2 separate regions of the Danio rerio genome follow, and region 1 is linked to region 2. A link is a contact called in public Hi-C data. All regions are on one chromosome and are shown on one strand. Each heading gives the region's core, a stretch centred on a gene start, on an enhancer-like site or on the middle of the called end of the contact. The rest is flanking DNA. Distances are from core to core; before and after follow the strand shown. Region 1 holds the start of ap3m1 (adaptor related protein complex 3 subunit mu 1). Region 2 holds the start of kat6b (K(lysine) acetyltransferase 6B).

Evidence for each region. A called contact is a pair of places that touch in the nucleus more often than the background predicts.
Region 1: a contact with region 2 is called in a Hi-C map of an unstated tissue, with 2.5 times the contacts expected there. The contact joins the promoter of ap3m1 here to the promoter of kat6b in region 2. A contact is called at or near these places in 2 of 18 Hi-C or Micro-C datasets (embryo and an unstated tissue) and 1 of 4 datasets of contacts at active chromatin or transcription factors (caudal fin).

The regions. Positions count from the first base shown.
Region 1 is chr13:28,415,885-28,419,118 of GRCz12tu, reverse strand. It overlaps ap3m1 (adaptor related protein complex 3 subunit mu 1), which reads right to left and starts at 1,314. Exons shown (of 9, transcript NM_201292.1): 1 at 1,284-1,314. adka (adenosine kinase a) reads left to right here and starts at 2,118. Exons shown (of 11, transcript NM_212791.2): 1 at 2,118-2,282. The coding sequence starts at 2,227.
Region 2 is chr13:28,125,059-28,128,468 of GRCz12tu, reverse strand. kat6b (K(lysine) acetyltransferase 6B) reads left to right here and starts at 2,075. Exons shown (of 17, transcript XM_692291.9): 1 at 2,075-2,247.

The DNA.
Region 1 (3,234 bases), core at 65-2,564, 290 kb before region 2:
AAAATTATATTTGATTTACCAAAGTCATAAATACAAGTGCCAACTTCACATCTGTCACATTCATAACGAAGAGACGTCACATCCACAAAGCTTTTTTTCCTCATAAATGCACAAAATGTCAAATAAAACAAAATCTCTTATCCTTTTGATAAGCATTATTTATTTTTGGTTGTGCAGTTTAATTGACGGATTTGGTGAAAGTATATTGTATACTGTAACCTTGCTAACCTTTTTGTCACATCCATAACACGTTTATTTTCCTCATTTAAAATCTAAAAAATCTTCACAGATATTGTTCTGCTCACATAACTCTGTGGGTAGTTGTTTTGGAAAATATAAACAGATGTTTCAATATAATGTCAACATATACTTTGTTTTCAATTTATACTGCAAATGTCACATCCATAACGCTGGAATTGCTTATAAAGTAATTAAAAGTGATTAGAAAGGCATGACTAAAACAGAGTTAAGAAAAAGTTAAAGAAAATAGGAGGATGAATATATAATACAGAGAGCTTTCTATTTGTACTATTTCTATTGCTAATATATTTGTTTTTTCTATGTTGGGTTGCAACTGGAAGGGCATCGGCTGTGGAAAACATATGCTGGATAAGTTGGCGGTTCATTCCGCTGTGGCAACCCCAGATACATAAAGGAATTAAGTGGAAAAGAAAATGAATGAATGAATATATTTGTGTATTACAATGGACAACACTGTAAATATATTAATAATAAATTCGATTTTTAAAATATATTTATGAAAATACAGCGTTCCCTGCTTTATCATCTCATAAATATTTGCTTAAAATGAAACACCTACAGTTTGGTCTAAATGCAATTCATAAAACTTGTTTTTATAGACTGAAGTACATTTTAAGTTTGATTTATGTAAAACTTTATCATGACACAAAATAAAAAAAATAAAAAAACAAGTTAATGTGACCCAAACCAGTCATCTTTAAGTAAAAGTAAACTTGTAAACCTAAAAAAATGACACGCATCAAAAGTTATCTACTTTCGCTGTTTGCAAACAAATTTGTAGAATATAATAAAGTTTAAAAGGTTATGGCAGTCAATGTGGTGTGATGGCTAACAAAACTATTAATGCCTAAGACAATATTAAAAACAAAAGTATAAAAGTTGTGTTTCCTGAAAGAAGTAGTGCAGGACAGCCCGTGTTTACCGTTTATGTTTTGAAGTAATCATTTTCAAGCGAACAGACGCAGACAGTCAAAAGCCCGTAAGTACAACACATATCGACACTTACTTTAAACAAAACTTACCTGCAGACAGCTGTCTTGATCAATGTTTTCATGCGATATCCCCCTCTTGCAAATGTGGCAGATGTGTCACTCCTCCTTCCCAGTCGATGCGTCCAAATCTACGCCTGCAGCGAGTTTAATTTAAAGTACTTTAAAAACACAAACAAATGAGCAATGTGGTTTAAGGGTTAGATAAAAGATTTCGTAAAATACTTCTGCAAAGCACGTGTTTAGATTTACTTAATTTATAACAGGAATGTATTTCTCTGTTCTGGCAAAACACAGGGACAGCTATGACACTCTGTAGTGAATTTTCCCTCCACAATTAGATTCCTTTCTAATCGGTTCCTTTGAACAGATCTTTATAGAAAGTGAACAGATTTGCTGGTTCTTCACAGGATCACGTGGCTCGGCATGTTGTTTTTTTAGTTTATTCACTGTATTTCAAATATAAGCGTATTAAAATTAAGGTTTATCGTAATTTCGTGCTTTTTATTGCAGTTTACACACTATATTTAGCATAAACATTTCGAAACATTTCGGCTATTGAATGATTTTATATATATATATATATATATATATATATATATATATATATATATATATATATATATATATATATATATTTAACTGTATGCCATGTTGTATTTGTTTTTTTATTGTGATTCACTGAACACATATTTGCTGACTCTGTGAACAGAGAATTGTTTATTCAAAATAATTTTTATCAGTTCATTTTGAAGCTGATAGTCATCAGAAAAGATAAATATTCGTTCGGTAAATTTGTGAGAAGTGCTCGGACCGTTTTAGCTCCACGAACGAATAGTTATGAACAGTTACACGAATCGACTCACTGAAAAGATTCGACTCAAATGAACAGCATCCACCACCCTCACCGCCAGATGCTTCATTCGCTCAACAAGGTGCCAGGAGCGTATTTGATTGAGCACTATCACTGTACAGCATGGCGTCCGATGAACCTAAAGCAAAGAGGATTAAACTCGAGGAAAAAAAGCTCAGGTACAGTAAACACAAGCATCGGTTGAGCATTGTAGATCAACCGAGTCAGAAGTGTGTTGGTGCTTTTATTAAACACAGGGCGGTTTGCTTGCGAGCGCTTTTGGGTCAGAGGTCTTGATGCTTGTCACATAAAGTCCATGTGCTGTCAACTCAGTGATTTTCCTCAAAAGCGTATTGTTGTTGCACCGGAGAGGAATGTATCGGGTATTTTCTCATTACCTCTGACCAATGCCGATGAATGCAGCTCATGCATTTCCTGCAAGGCGTAAATCGCAGACTCGTGATCGAGGCTTTTTTATCATTAGTGAACAATATAAAAAGTTTTACAGTCACTTTAACGTTACTTCCACATGACCGAGTGCATGTATGCTTCATGCTTTTGATCACCCGTTGTCCTTGAGTGATTTATATTGACCACTGGAGTCCGTCCCTCTGGCTCCACGTGTCTTTTGTTGTGCAGTCGAGCACTGCTGCACAAAAAGTCTTCCTGCTGCACGTTATCACAACATTAATGAAAGTGCATGTGTATATTGCATCAAAACATGCATGTATAAGCAAACAAACATGCATAAACACAAACAAGTGTGCGTTTGGTTTATTCTGGGTGCACAATCGTTGGCAGCAAGTTGTATAGGTCACTTTCCTACTGATATTTCTGTCGCAAACCTACTGACACCAAACTTTTCAGATATGCGGTAGCTTTAGCCGTGCTGTCAGGTAGTTAATGACTAGTAAGAATAAATGACAGTCATGTAACGTTAGTGAGACTTAACGTTCGTGATTTATGAACTCCTATCGGCCACAGATAATATCGTTTATACTATAAGTTAATGTTTGTATTTTCATAATGGCTGGCAACTTTTATTGCTACATTTTATCGTTTTTACAATTAGCAGCACATTTTTAGGCAAAAGCGTAAGTTTGGCTAAGCGTAACTCCACCCACTCTCGAC
Region 2 (3,410 bases), core at 826-3,325:
GTGAAGACTGATTGTTTAAGACTTTAAAGTATTGTTAGAATCCATAGGTATTAACTTTTGGGGTGACACTTTACTTGAAGGGGTGTTCATAAGACTGTCATTACACCTTTAAATCATGTAATTTGATTTTATACATGCTTATAACAACTGTCATTAAGTTTCATTTACTCAGTTGTGACATTTCAAATGCAAATATGACATTGTTTGTTATGACAACTTGACATAAATAAATGACAACCTGTTTTTGTATTTGTCATGACAACTTGAAGTAACCAAGACAACAAAACTTGTCATAAAATTTCATAACTGAGCAAATGTCATTTAATAACAGTTGTCATAAGCATGCATAAAATCTGGCATTTATGATGTAACATATCATGGTTATAAAGGTTTCATGATTCATTCAAGTAAAGTGGCTCATAAGGGGGAGCTTTCTTAAAGGTGTAGAGCGGGTTTTGGGTGATCTTACATTAAAGAGCCATCAAGTAGTTTTAAACTCATTAGATTACGTGATGAGCAAAAACTCCTGGCTCCTGGTCGTTTATTGGGGATTGAATAGCAGCTATAACATTGCATTAGCGGTGCGCAGCAATTATTAAGAACTTTAAAGTAATGTCAGAATCCATATTAACTTTTGGGGTGACACTTTACTTGAACGGGTGTTCATAAGACTATCATTACACCTTTATAATCATATAATGGGATTTTAGCTTATAACAACTGTCATTAAGTTTCATTTGCTCAGTTGTGACATTGTAAATGCAAATATGACATTATTTGTCATAACAACTTGACATAAATACTTTGCAACCTGTTTGTGTATTTGTCATGACAGCGTGATATTATCAAGACAACAAAACTTGTCAAAAAAAAGCATAACTGAGCAAATGTCATAACAGTTGTCATAAGCATGCATGAAATCTGGCATGCATGATGTGACATATCATGGTTATAAATGTTTCATGACTCATTCAAGTAAAGTGGCTTATAAGGGGGAGCCTTCTTAAAGGTGTAGAGCGGGTTTTGGGTGATCTTACATTAAAGGGCCATCAAGTAGTTTTAAACTCATTAGATTACGTGATGAGCAAAAATTCCTGGCTCCTGGTCATTTATTGGGGATTAAATAGGAGATATAACACTGCATTCGCGGTGCGCAGCAATTGTTAAGAACTTTAAAGTAATGTCAGAATCCATATTAACTTTTGGGGTGACACTTTACTTGAAGGGGTGTTCATAAGACTATCATTACACCTTTATAATCATATAATGGGATTTTAGCTTATAAAAATTGTCATTAAGTTTCATTTGCTCAGTTATAACATTTTAAATGCAAATATGACATTGTTTGTTATAACAACTTGACATAAATACATCACAAACTGTTTGTGTATTTGTCATGACAACTTGACATTATCAAGACAACAAAACTTGTCATTAAATGGCATAACTGAGCAAATGTCATTTAATAACAGTTGTCATAAGCATGCATAAAATCTGGCATTCATGACGTGTCATGTCATGATTATAAAGGTTTCATGACTCATTTAGTAGTGTTCCTATTTTTGGTTATGTGTATGCTTTTTTTAAACTAGAAGTTTCACTGACTTGCATTTTTATAGACTAAAAAACAAGCTTACCTAAATAAATAAATGAATGAATAAATAAATACATAAATAAATAAATAGCTAGAGGGTGACTATATTAGCCACATATTTTTTATTTTTGAACTATATGAAACTTAATTTTTCTTGTTAAAAACATGACACATATAATCTTTTCTCACATATAGTACGTTTGCAATATAGCAAGCATAAACGCATGCTGACTTTGACATCTATATGCCAATGAGCGATATTAAAAGTTTCCTTTTCCTCTTCACAGACAGGGCACATTTTGTCTCCTCTTTTCCCACCCATATGCCATGTAGTCTGAAACAATGTACATTGTTTCCCAATGAGCGATGTGATGTCACATAGCGGTTACAGCGAGTTAGTCCTCCTCTGTGGCTGATGGAGTGCCGAAAGGGGAGGGTACTACTTTGTCACAGACTCCTATGTAGATTAACCTTTCAATTAGTTGTTATCAGGTTCCCTCTGCCTACGCGTGCGTTCATCTTCCGAATCAAACAGGACCCTTCTTGGATTTATCAGGCTACTTTACGCATATATCATCAGCTTCAGAAATAAGCGCGGTTTCTTTTTATTGCTTATACGAGGAGCGTGGAGAGATCGCGCGAGGAACTTAAAGGTAAATGTTCGCTTTGCCAGCGCTGTCGGGGCATTTATCTCGGCGGTGGCTTGTTATCGGTGGCATGTTTTAATCGTTCAAGTTGAACTTGTCGTGAGTGATGTAACTTGACGCGAGCGGGGAAATTAATTCGGGCTATTAAGGTTATTGGGTTACACGAACCGCGCAAGTATCGCAAGCTACTGCTTGACCCGCATAAATGGAATTTTCCAGATGCTATCTGTCCTCAGTTGCTTGCTCTTGAAATATGAGTGCATTTTTGCATGCGTTAGACATAAATAATCAAGAGTTATTTTTTTTGTGCTTCGGGATAACCGCGGTGAAATGCTATGCCATCATCATCCGCTTAGACATTCGCAGGGTTTATAAATGTTGTGTATTTGCGTGCACGCTATATCTTCGTAAGGATGAGCGCGCGCTCGGTACTAGTTCACAGCCCTTTGTAAAGCGCGAACTAATTATTATATTAGATTACAGTGCTCACAGGACGGGGAATGCCACGGATAACTCGAGCGCTTGGACTAATTATTCACCATTACATTATTCTCCAAAAAGTGTGACTAGGTCGATCTGCTCATGTTGCAGTGTAGTGCGATGCTCATAAGGGGGAGCCTTCTTAAAGGTGTATAGCGGGTTTCGGATGATCTTACATTAAAGAGCCATCAAGTAGTTTTAAACTCATTAAATTACGTGATAAGCAAATATTCCTGGCTCCTGGTCGTTTTAGTGGGGATTGAATAGCAGCTCTAATATTGCATTAGCGGTGCGCACTAATAGTGTTTGTCACCTTAAAGAGGTAGTTTTAGCTCAAAAGGAAAATGCTGACATTTACTCGCCCTCTTGTTGTAATAACGCGTATGACTAAACAGGAGGCGACAGGCTGAATGACAGCCTTCACTTTTATGGTGTTTATAATAAGCAGTTGAATTACACCTGAGGCTGTCAGTTTTTCTCACGTTCTGCTTTAATATCTCCCCTTGTGCTGCTTCGCGGATAAAAAGAAAGTCAGGCTGGTTTGGGGGAGAGGGAAAAAAGCGTGCGAGTGAGTAAATGATGACAGAATGTTCAGTTGTGGTGAGCTGTGCCTTTAAGAGGCGGGTCAAGTGATTATTGACAGATTATGAAGCCAACCGATTCCTCGAGAGGCCGAACTGTTTGCTTCT